Regions from separate parts of the Sus scrofa genome. Here region 1 is linked to region 2. A link is a contact called in public Hi-C data. All regions are on one chromosome and are shown on one strand. Each heading gives the region's core, a stretch centred on a gene start, on an enhancer-like site or on the middle of the called end of the contact. The rest is flanking DNA. Distances are from core to core; before and after follow the strand shown.

Region 1 (6,033 bases), core at 3,170-5,669, 120 kb after region 2:
CACGTAATTAGGACTACCTCCCCCAAAGAGGCCCTATTTCCTCACACCCATGGGAGTGTTCAATCGATTGGAGGTTTGAATTTTAGAGCAATTAGCAAATGTTCCTGTCCTTTTTTAAAAATATGCTTTTCTAAGGCATCACTTTTTTATTGACGTATATAGTTGATTTACAGTGTTGTGTTAATTTCTGCTGTACAACTTTTCAAATGTGTCTCTATGTGAAAAGCATCTGAAAGTTTTTTTTTTTTTCCCTTGACGTGGGAGAGGAAAATGCATACAACTTATTATTAACGGCATCAAATAAGAAAAAAGAAAAGAAAATGTAACAGGTTTTTTTTTCTCTCTCTCTTGAGATGTTTGTCCTGGGGAATGCACTCTTCTTAAAACCAAACCAGTTAGCAAGCAGGTGGAGGAGAGCTTTCTGTTTGCTGTGCTCTTTTAAATACCCTAAGAAATACAACATTGGCATGATTTGTCAAGCTTTAGGTTGTGGGAAAGGAAAGCCTTATTCTTCAGTGTCATCGTTTATAGATTCTCTGCCTGCTGTTCCCAATTCCCAGAGAAATTATTCTGCATTAGTTAAAAACTTCACCATATATTTGCTATAAAGCAGCAGGCAGGTGGAGGTGTCTTTTGGCCATAGTCTTTGATTATCAGCAGACAAAATAAATCTTGGTGACGTTCTTTCTCATGGGATCCAGCCTCCCAAGCCAGGTCTTCAGTGATCTTATTTTGAAGTGGTTTGAAGTGCCTTCCTTTTTTGCAGAGAGTCATAAAATTAGAGATGGGCAAGAGCTTTCTGATTGCATCACTTTTTCCACCCCTTTAGCCAGCATGCTCTCCCGCCCTCCAGCGTATTCCCTGGTGTTCCATTCAGCCTAGTTTAAGATACTAAGACGAGAGAGGCTTCTCGTCCAGTCCCCTCTGGGAAAATGTTCCACCGTCCTGACATGTGGATGTGCTTTCAGGCATGCAAGCTCAAGTTTACTCCTCTTTTAAGAATCCTTCTCCATTCTTACCTTCAGGCTCTCTTCTATTCCTTGCTCCTATACCCTCAGGAACCTTTCCTGTCCCAGTCCAACAGCCTGTACCTTTGCAAACAAAGAAACAATACACATATGCATGGTTTCCTCTTCCTTCAGGGGATTTTTCTCGTGATTAACCATGTGTCTAAGATGTGCCTAAATTGGAATGGTCCATAAATTTTACCTATCAGTGAATCTCATAAATCCTTAGCCATTTCATAGACCTTGTGACCAGAGCCTCTCAGAATCTTGTTGGTACTGAGACTTTTCAGGAATCTAAGATCAAGATGAGGATTCTGTAAACATTTGTTTTTAGATGGACAGAATGAAGTTTACCCAAGTCTTTGGTTCATAACACACTGTCATCGCTCGTCTGTGCATTGCCTTAATTATTAGCATTTATTTATTCATTATGAATAATGTAGTGAACATCCATTGACCCTCTTCACAGCCAGAGAACTAGACCACTGACCATCATTTGTACTTATCTGTGTGCTTTCCCCTCATACTATTCTGCTGTCCTCCTCCAGGTATCTGTTTACTTGAATTTTGTCTTTTCAGATAGATACATAAAAAGCTTTTGAATAATTTAAATATTCATTCATAAAAACTCCACTGGAAGGGAACTTCATCATCTGATATAGGGTCACAACCTACAGTTAGCATCGTAGTTAATGGTAAATATTGAATGCTTTCAAACTAATAGCAGAAAAATATCAGGCTTCTTGGACTCACACGTCTATGCACCCATTTTTGTTTTTGTTTTTTTGTTTTTTTTTTGCAGGCCCTAAACAGTATAATTAAGCATAAAAAAGAAGTAAAAGAAATGAAGATTGCAAAGGAAAAGGCATGATTTTTTTTTAGTATGTTATGATTGTTAATTTAGAAAATTCCAAGGGAATCTACAAAACAACAAAATTCTAAGGAATGTCTAAGAATTGAGAAATAAGAAAAAGTAATAAGCAAATTTAGCAAGGTAACAGCATGAAGGCCTAATGTAGAAAAAGCAACTGCTTATTTATATACTAGCAACATAAAATTGAAAATGATTTTTTAATGTTAATTACAATAGTGCCCAAACCATAAAATACTAAGGGTAAATATAATAAAAGATCTGGAGTATCTTTTCACTGAAAATTAAACAATATTACTGAATCAAAGAAGGCTTAAGTAAAGATGTACTGTTTGTAGATTGTTCAGTTCTCCCCCGATAGATCTGTAGCTGCAACTCGGTCTACTAACTGAGTCAGAGTCTCCGCAGACTTTTGATTTTTGGAATAAACAAGCCGATTCTATTTTTTTTTTTTTTTTTTTTTGAAAATCAAAAAGATCTAGAATGGCCAAAAGTAATTAAAAGTAAAAGTTGGTGGATTTACATTCTCTGATTTCCAGACTTGCTCTAAAGCTTTGAATAATCAAAACAGTATGGTAATGGTGAAAGATAGACCTATAGATCAATGGAAGAGAAAAAAAATGAGTCCAGAAACAGAGCCACACGTATATGGACAAGTGAATTTTGACACAATGCCAAGACAATTTGAGGGAGAAAGAGTGGTATTTAATCAATGGCACTTGGACAAATAAATGTCAGTATGGAAAACCTTGACCCATACCTTACACCATATACACAACGAAATGCAAAAAGAGGAAGGGAGGGAGGGAGGAAGAAAGGAAGGAAGGAAGGGAGGAAATGATTTAAATGTCTAAGAGCAGGAGACTGGTTTAAAAATTGCAGGATATCCATATGATAGATAGAAGTTTATATAGCTATTAAAAATAATTTTTGGAACAGTATTTTTAAACTTTATTGACCACAATTCATAATAAAAAAAATCTGTTTTATACCCAAAATAAATATGCACAAACTTTCACCTGAAATTAAAATTTCATAGAGCATACTTATCCTTTGTGTGTAAGATGCACATTTATCTTTTTTTACTTTATCTTGTTTCATAGTTTAAATTTCACTTTGTTGTGCCATCATCACTACTATTCATCTTCAGAACGTTTTCATCTTCCCCATTTGAAACCATACCCATTAAAAATTAACTCCCCTTTCCCCTTCTCCCAGCTTTGGCAGCCACCATTCTGCATTCGGTCTCTGTGAATTTCATAATTCTAGGTATTTAGTACCAGTGGAATCATACAAATTAGTGAACTATATCTATATATGTTTGTATAATACTTAACCTTTTGTGACTGGCTCATTTAGCTTAGCATAATGTCTCCACAGTTGATCTATGTTGTAGCATGTGTCGGAATTTCCTTCCTTTTTAAGGCTGAATAATATTCCATTGTAGGTATATGCCACATATTGTTTATTCATTTACCTATCAAAGGACATTTGGGGTGATTTTGCCTTTTGGTTGTTAATAATGCTGCTGTGAACATAGATATATGAATGAATAGCTGTTCACGTCCCTGCTTTCATGCTTTTGGGGTATACAGCCAGAAGCAGAGTTGCTGCATTATGCTATATTTATTTATTTTTTTTTTTTGAGGAATTGCCTTACCATTTCCACAGTGGCTATACCATTTTATATGCCCATTGGTGATGCACAAGGGTTCCAGTTTCTCCATCTTCTTGCCAACACTTATTTTTTTGATAATAACCATCCAAATGAATGCGAAGAAGTATCTCATTGTGTATTTCATTTTTCAAATTCTGGTCACTAAATTCCTTTCATGACCTGCTAATGGAACATAATCCTGAGTTGGGAAAAAAAGCTCTTTTAGAAGATTGTTTGATGAAAGAAGTCAGATTATGGTCCTAACTTAGTCGGGGGTCGGGGCAAAAAGCTCTATGCTGTGTATGAAAAGAGTGTCTCCAACCAGTGGGATTGTTAGTGATTTTTTTTTTTTGGTCTTTTTAGGGCTGCACCCACGGCATTTGGAGGTTCCCAGGCTAGAGGTCCTATCAGAGCTGTAGCTGCCGGCCTACACCAGAGCCACAGCAATGCAGGATCCAGCCGCATCTGCAACCTACACCACATCTCACGGAAACACCAGATCCTTAACCCACTGAGCAAGGCCAGGGATCGAACCCTCAAGCAACCTCATGGTTCCCAGTCGAGTTCACTAAACACCACGCCATGATGGGAACTCCTGTCAGTGATTTTTAAATTTTCTTTCTGCTTTTCCAAACATTTTAGAAGTGAAAGTGTATTTTTTTTTAAAGGTAGTTTGTGCATATGGGTGATTGATATTTTGTGAAGAGACTGTAAGAATTTGAAAATTTAGGAGCACATACAGGAACATGTATCTTCCCAAAGAAATGAACCTTTGTGGGTCAGCGAACAAGTATTTAGTGAGTCAGACCCTGAGAATATAACAGTGAGTAAGAGTGTTGTGGTCATTGCTCTCTGGAGCTTACCTCCTAAGGCATAAAAAATGATACATCCTAAGCAGATTGAGTAGTATTCACATAGGCTCTTAGACAATGGGAGGGTGTCCTTAGCGTGCTCAAGACTGTGAGAATGTACTTGGAGCAAAAGTTCGAAGCCTCCCCATGAGTGTTGAGTTGAAAATCCGTGTTGGGTCACAGTATCTTAAACTCCACCCCAGGGTTCCTTCCTCTCTTGGCTCTCATGCTTCACCTGAAGTTTAAATGTAATCTGTACAAATACAGTCCACAGATGGTGTGCACTGTACCAGGGATTAACAGGAATCACGCTTGACCTTGCCAACCTTGAAACAAAAAAGGCTCTTTGTCATTTGGTGGCACGAGGTTTGGAGAGATTATTCTGCATCCGTGTTTTAAATTGATTTGTTGTCCTTGAAAGATCCTTGGATTCTGGGTCCATGAGAAAAATAAAGCAAATTAGGGAAGATGGACACCCTCAAAGGATCCTTCTGGAGCTCTTTCTCAGTGGTAAAAACTTATTTTTATGATATTTTGGGTTCCATTTGTGCAGTAGGTTAGCTAGCATTTATGGAGGACCTACGTGGTACCAGGCATAGTGCTAGAAGCTGGGAATATGAAAAGGAACAAGACAAAATATTGACCCTAGAAGACCTCATGGGTCTCTTACTAAAGAGAGGACAAGTAGCTCCTTTAACAGATGGTCACAAAGGCTGTAGCTAATTTTGCAAGATTCTTTTAGAGACAGACATGATGCTTTGGGTGGGTAAGGAAAGCCTTCAGTCCAGTGCAGATTTGGGTGAGTAGGAAAGCCTTCAGGAAGACTGAGAAGAATCTATAAGAGGTATTTCAGGCCAAAAGAGCACAAATACAGTGAATAGAAGCAATTAAGAATGTAGGATCTGCAAGTAATTCTGCTGCCCTAGAATGCAGGGTGTGGCAGGATAAGAAGGCCGTGAAGGGCCTGATGAACCAGGTGAAAGAGTTTGGACTTTATCTTCTGGTTCTGGTGACCCATGGAAAAGTTTGAGATAGAAGAGCCATTTGTCTATACTTAACGATTGGAAAGAATTCCAGCAGCAGTATGGACAAAAATGAAGGGAGTAAGGAAGGAAATGAAGCTGGGAACAATATCCAGAAGTGTTGTAATTGTTCAGGAAGATGATGTTGAGAGTCTTCCTTAAAACATTGTCGGGGAAGATGAAAAGGAGAGCAAGACTCAAGGCATATTGAGATGATAGAATTAGAAGATTTAAGACTGATGGGCTGAGGGTAAGGAAGAAATTAAGATTAGACTTTTAACTTGCTGATGAGTATTCAATCATTACAGTAACCTGATAATGGACCGTTAACATTAACTGAGTCTTTTTCCAAGGAGAAATTTTGAGAGATGTTTGATTTTTTTGCCTTGAATATACTTAGGTACCTTCCTAGACGGTGCATCCTATAAGCCTCCTTCTCTCATTGTCCTTGGAGGCATATCCATGTAGAGTTGTAGAGGTCAGAATCCTACACGGGATGACTTGAGGCAGATGAGGTGGGGCAAGCACAAGTATAACCACTCATGAGCCAGCAAATCTTCTTGTGTGGAAATGATTGCTAACCATTCATTGATGTTGCTGGTTAAGAGATGCAGTTCTAGTTGGG
Region 2 (6,078 bases), core at 2,232-4,731:
TTTAAAAAGAAGGTAGCCTTTAAGTAGATAGACTACATAACAATCATCAGCTTCTCTATAAGAAGATCAACCTACGACACAGTCCGAGGTACTAGTTCACGTTTCTGAAGACATTAGCAAATGCTTTTAATTTTACTATTTGAATTACAGGAAGTCAGCTTTCATCCTCCACAGTGATCTCATGATGTCACTTCCGTTCTGGCATATCTGAGGCATATCTGGTATGGATTTTCCTTCATCGTGTGGTTGCCTCAATCACTCATGCATTCTCTTGCTTATTTTCTCATCTATTGACTCATGAAGTCATTTAACAAGTATTTCCAAGTTTCTACTATATGCAAAGCACAGAAGACTGAAAAACACAAAGGAATAGAGGACATGGTCCTCAACTTGAGAGGGAGTTACAATGAAAACATTTAAAACAGGTCAAAAAATGTAAAAACTTTACGAATTTAGAATAAATAAAGGTATTGGCTGGCTCAGATATTTTCCTAATTGCATCATAATAGTAGTTCTATTAACAGGCTTTGTTTCCTGATAATATATATCTTAACTTTTTCTGGAAAATGATAAAAATGCAACTAATTTAAACAGAAAGAGGTAAAAGTTTTTTTTTTTTTTTTTTTTTTTTCTGCAGGGTTGAGCCAAGCTTTAGGTCATACACAAATATTCCTGAAGTGTTGGAAAACTTGTTCTCAGAGGGAGAGTGAAAGCCAAATCCAAATTGAGCTTTCAAGGGAAGTAACATTCACTTTCCAAGCTTCCACCTAAGGTTCTCCCATGCTTTCTCTCTCATTTTCTTCCTTCAATGCATTCTGAAACGATATTTTAAAAGATATTGCAGCAGGCTATGAGGAGGCTTATTTGCCAGTTCATTCAATGAAATCACTGGAGAAAGGGTCCAGATTTACATTCCATTAAAAGAAAAATTTTGTAATATTTGCATAGAGGCAAGCATAAACTTAGCATTTGATTTTTATCCTTTTGTTTTCCATTAGAAAGAATAAAAATTGAATTTAACAACAACAACAAAAATGGAGCTTACAGGCTCACTTATCTTAAAAAAAAAAACCCCCAGACTATAACATTTAAAATTTGACATAACAAGGCTTGATGTTTCAAAGCTAATGTCAGGGACAGACATGGTTCACATCCAATCATTTTAAAACAAGCTTTTAGTGTAGGTAGCTATATTGATGGAGAATATGATTTAACAAAATGCATTAAGTTCAAATCTACGGGATGAGAATTATTTGAAAAGTGAGTTCCTTTTGTTCCCAATTTATTATTTAAATTCACTTATACTTCTGTAGCTTCTCTATTTTGGTAGACTAATGGAAATAAAAATTCATAACCCTAATACAGCTTGGTCACTACCTCTCAATGGATAATTGACTAGCAAGAACACAGTAGAGGCTGACATCTTCCTATATTACAAGTTACAATTTTAAGCTTTTTTACCTCCATTTTTCCCCACGCAGTAAAATGATAAACAATTTTCCATCAACTTTGTAAAGGATACTCACTTGATTTTTTTTTATAGCATTAAGTATCCAGTAAAATGTACCACTAAAGTAGAACAGGTTATTATTTATTTTGTGTGTGCACATTATTTTGGTTTAAGATCATGTACGAACTAGTTTTGCTGTTTTGATTGACTATCATTTTTTTAAGGAAGAAAAAAACCACAGAAATTATTTAGCTGGTCCTGATTCTTTTCTTTTCTTTTTTTTTCTTTTCTTGACTGATTAAATCAGTCAAAATCAGATGAAAAATTTTAACCATTTAGATAAGTAGTAGTAATTCACAGAATAAAGAAAATAAAACCCAGCATTTCTTCAAAAACATGATTCTAGTCAGTATTTGCTGCTGGGCTGGAAAACAAAAACAAAATATAAAGGTGCCCTCTACCCCATCTTTGGCATTCTTCAACATCAATGCCACTGGCGATGGTTTGTGCTGGGCAAGGAAAGTGACTGTCTGCTTGATTCTAGCACGTTTGACAAGAACCAACACTCTGGACATACTGCACAACAAAATAAATACATTAGCAAGACCATTTCCCCTTCATTTCAGCTCAGACATAAGAAATAGCTTATTTAAAATTCAAGTGCCAAGGAAGCCCATTGTAAAAAAGGAAATATTTTTAAGTGAATTCCGTTTGATCTTTTTTTTATAGAGGCTCCTACAAGCCCCTCTCCCGTCTTCCCCAGACCCTGGAAACCAATTAGTCTCAGCACAGAGGCCGCAGACCATGTTGAAATGGCTCCTTTTTTTTTATTTTTAGGGGATATAATTTCAGCCAGGATGTCTAGTCAGTTGTCACACAGTATACTCAGCACACTTCTCCCTCTCACACACTACCCATTGGATTTTCCTTTGGAGAATGCCTAGATTTTTGAGTCTGACTCCTGGAAAGGAATGAGAGCTGGTTGGTGTCCAAAACCTTCAGCTCCGACAATGGCATAACATCACAGGGCCACCTCATCTTTCACGGTCAGCCTCCTTCCCCCGCCCCGCCCCCCCCACCAAGTTTTCTAAAAGCCTTGCCTTAATTGTCCCTTGTCTTCTAGCATTTCAGTGGCTTTCCCTTTCCTTAGATTGCTTGCATACCCTCCTGAAAACCTTTTCTTCCGTAATCCAAAGTAGTAGAGAAAAAGGGACAAACTTTGATTTTTACAACGTTTTTGAATTGCTTATCCTTTGGGGGAAATGTGCCCCAAAGACAAAAATGGAAACAATTAGCGTCTTTGCCTCTCCTTGCCTCCCTATACTGAACCTGCCTTAATTCATGGAGGTGAAAGCATTATCAGCTGGGTTGGCCTTTTCTTTCTCAGGAACAACACTGCAGAAAGAAAGGGGTGTGTGTGTGGTGTGTGTGTGTGTGTGTGTGTGTGTGGTTGAAAGGCTTGAGAAAAGGGTGCACAGCTCTCCCCCAGGAAAGTCGAAGCTCAGCAGACGGGAGGGGACCAGGGTCGCCTTCCTTGGTTTGAGGGCAGTGCCCCAAGCCTCTCCCCTTGCCCCCGCCGCCAGCTCTTCGCCCTGGAGCTGTGCCAGGACTCCAGACAGCGCCTGGCAGGTCGGTGGGTGGGGGGCCTGGGGCCTGGGTGTGTTCCCTTTGCAGAAGACGCCCATTTGGAGGGAAAACTCCCTTTATTTCCCTGGGGCTCCGCAGCCACCTTCTCCTATCCCCTATCATTTTTACGCTGATCACACTCATGATGATGAACTTGCAGCACAGCTTCCTGCCGCCTGCTTGACCCGGGAGCACCCGCAGGCTGCCGGCCTCGCCCTCAGCTCCCTCCTCCTCTTGCAACCCCGGTGCCTCGGGGCGCCAGCGGAGGTTCCAGCGGGCCTGGGCTACAGTAGGGGCGCGCGGGGGCGCGGGGTCCCGCCGGGGAGCGCGCACGGAGCGACGCCTCGGCCGCCCTGCTTCCTGGAGCTGTGCTCCTTTGACCCCAGTGGCAGTCCCTGTCACTGCACCGCTCTCGCTCCCTCTGGCTCGCCGCGCCCTCGCTCCCTCTCCTCGCCCCCTCTCTTGCTCTCTCCCCAGAGCGAGACTGCTCCCGTCCTTTCTCCCCCCCGCCTCACTCTAGCGCCGCGCCCCCCGATCCCCCGCCCCAGCCCGCGCCGGGACCTCCGGGGTCGAAGGTTCTGGCCCGCCCGCGCCCCTCGCCGCCCCCGCGCGCCCCCAGCCGGCTCCGGCTGCTCCGCGATGGATCGCCTGCTCGCCGGGCGCTGAAGGCATCCCCGGGACCCGGAGCGCAGCCCGGGAAAGGTAATCCGCCCCGGGAAGGGAGGCGGAGGGCGGGGGAGGGGGAGGAGGCGGCCGGGCGCCCGGTGCCGCGCGCGAGAGGAAGGGAAAAAAATGCACACACAAAGCGGAGCCCGGGTGAGAGGTGCCTTGTCAGAGGCGCGTGCGAAGGGCTCGGAGGCTGCGGACCGCGGCTGCCCTGGTGCCCCTGACATTCGCACGAGCAGGCGCTTCCCGGGCAATTCGGAACCCGAGGAGGGCTTATTTTCAACCCCCGAACGAAAGCGAATTCTTTTTTAGGAGCTGTCTCCTCTCCGCTCCCCATCTTGCCCCTCTGCTCTTCTCCCCTCCTCCCCCGCCCCATGTCTTCGCCCCCCGACCTCCCGGGGTCCCCACCACTCCTCTCCCTCCTCCTCCGGGATTTCTTAGGAGGGAAGGAAGGGGTGTAGGCGTAGGGCAGCGGCGAAAGCCAGGCGGCGGGTTTGGGGGTGGGGACAAGGGCACGGCGAGCTGTTTACTAGAAAGTCCCGGGGTTATGTGTTCGAGCCGCCCCGGCCTAGGCCCGGGTGCATTGTGTTGGCCCGAGCCCCGGGCGCCCGCGGCAGCCCGAGCGAGGTGCAGTGGCTGGTAAGGCGCCGCGCAGCTTTGTGCTCCGGCTGCGCTCCGCGGCCACCCCCGGGCCGCCTGCGCGCGCGCCGCTCTCGCGCGGGTCTGTTTCTCACCCTCTCCCCGCGCCCCGACCTCGCTCTCCCCCGCCGCCCCCGGTCTCCGCGATCGCAGCCTGCGGAGCGAGCTGGCGACTCGGGCTGGGTGGCGGGGTACGAGCGACGAGAAAAGTAACCGTTGCCTCCCGATTTCTTCCCAGGAGAGGCTGGAGTTTCTTTGCTATTTACATGTAACTGGGTTATCTTTGTAAAGCCTTTGAATTCCTGGGTTTTGAGGCCTAGGAGGTGAAGGGGGCATTTTCCTAGAGATTGGGGAGGGGATTAAAATCCACCAGCAAGAAAAGAAATTAAGGATGCCCCAGTGGAGTAGATTTATTCCACGCGCACTCCCACACACCCCAAATTAAGTGCAAATGCGGGTTATGAAAAATGTGTAATTGATTTGAGATGCTGCAAACAAACACAAACAGGTCAGGGTGGAAAAAAACAAAACTTTAAGTGGAAAAAAGATTCCAAAGAGGGGAAAAATCCGTGGCCTTCACACTCCCTTCCAACGCCTGCTGGCTCCCTCTCCTCCTTTCTCCGCCGCTCTAGGGAAGCAGCCCAGCAGAGAGCCGGGAGGAGGCGGCAGCTCCGGGCGCGGGCTGCGCTCTGACGGTTCGGGGATGCCAACACGCCCTGGAGGCTGACGTCGGGGGCGTGGGGCTGTGATGCTCGAGCGAGGATGGCGCGGTGTCAGAGCCATTGGCCGCTGGTGGTCATCAATCAATTTGGGGCTGGGGGAGAGGGAGAGAAAGAAAGACAGGCGCCCAGCGGAGCCTGGGGCCGCGAGCGCCAGCGCCAACAGTGCCAGCAGCGGCGGCGGCAGTGGAGACTACGGCGGTGGCTTCGGGGGACTGAGAGAGTAAGGCGAGCTGGTGCTCCAGGAAGGAAGGGGGAGCTGTAGCTGGGACGAGCCGGCCTTGAGCCGGGAGGGCAGGGTGCGCGCGCGCACGAGTGTGTGTGTGTGTGTGTGTGTGTGTGTGTGTGTGTGTGTAGTTTCTGACCCCCCCCCCCCCGCCACCTGCCTACCCTAGATTTAAAACAAACACACCAATCCAAAGTAGAGAACTCCGCGCCCCCCGCCCCACCATATATAGACTCTACTCGTTGCCAGAGGCGCGGGAGATAAGTCCTGCCCTTCCTTTCCGAAAGAATGTGCCAGCCGGGTGTCCGCAGTGCTGGAGACAAGTTCAGGTGTAAGTGCGTCGGGAGGGAGGGTTTCAGTGGACAGAGGCACATGGAACTTTGTGCATCCTTCTAAAACCCTGGCGGAGAAGCCGCCTGGAATACAGCTCCGGAATACAGGGATGAGTAATTGGAGATGGGCATAAAAGAGTAAGGATGGGAGTTTAAAAAGCACTCGCTCTGTGCGGCAGAGGGAGGAGGGAGCGAGATTTGGCGGAGTTGGAGTCGATGAGTTCCAAAATCTGGCCAGGCGGTCGGATGATCTTTCTTAGGGTTAGTGAATAAAATGAGCATCCTTGTTTAAACCAGGAAATCACGGGCTCCTTTCTCATAGGCTGTGCGGTGCGGTGCTCGGGTAGAGAGGTCATGAGTTGTTGCTTTGAAACTTTTGGTAAATGGGACTCACCGGTGTCTAGGAGGTGGAGACAGTTA

Evidence for each region. Hi-C and Micro-C count contacts between places; a contact is called where the count stands out from the background.
Region 1: a contact with region 2 is called in a Hi-C map of embryonic fibroblasts, with 1.8 times the contacts expected there. The contact joins the enhancer-like site here to the promoter of MPPED2 in region 2. A contact is called at or near these places in 5 of 47 Hi-C or Micro-C datasets (embryonic fibroblasts, fetal heart ventricle, fibroblasts and 2 more).

The regions. Positions count from the first base shown.
Region 1 is chr2:30,152,297-30,158,329 of Sscrofa11.1, forward strand. All of the region lies in intron 4 of MPPED2 (metallophosphoesterase MPPED2), which reads left to right. Among named protein-coding and RNA genes, the nearest start is that of MPPED2, 110 kb to the left of the region's middle. Within about 2 kb of position 4,420, at least 4 of the 83 cell types and tissues checked have an H3K27ac peak or open chromatin away from gene starts, as enhancers often do. A contact at or near this core is called in embryonic fibroblasts, where this site is marked.
Region 2 is chr2:30,036,861-30,042,938 of Sscrofa11.1, forward strand. MPPED2 (metallophosphoesterase MPPED2) reads left to right here and starts at 3,482. Exons shown (of 7, transcript XM_003122896.5): 1 at 3,482-3,778.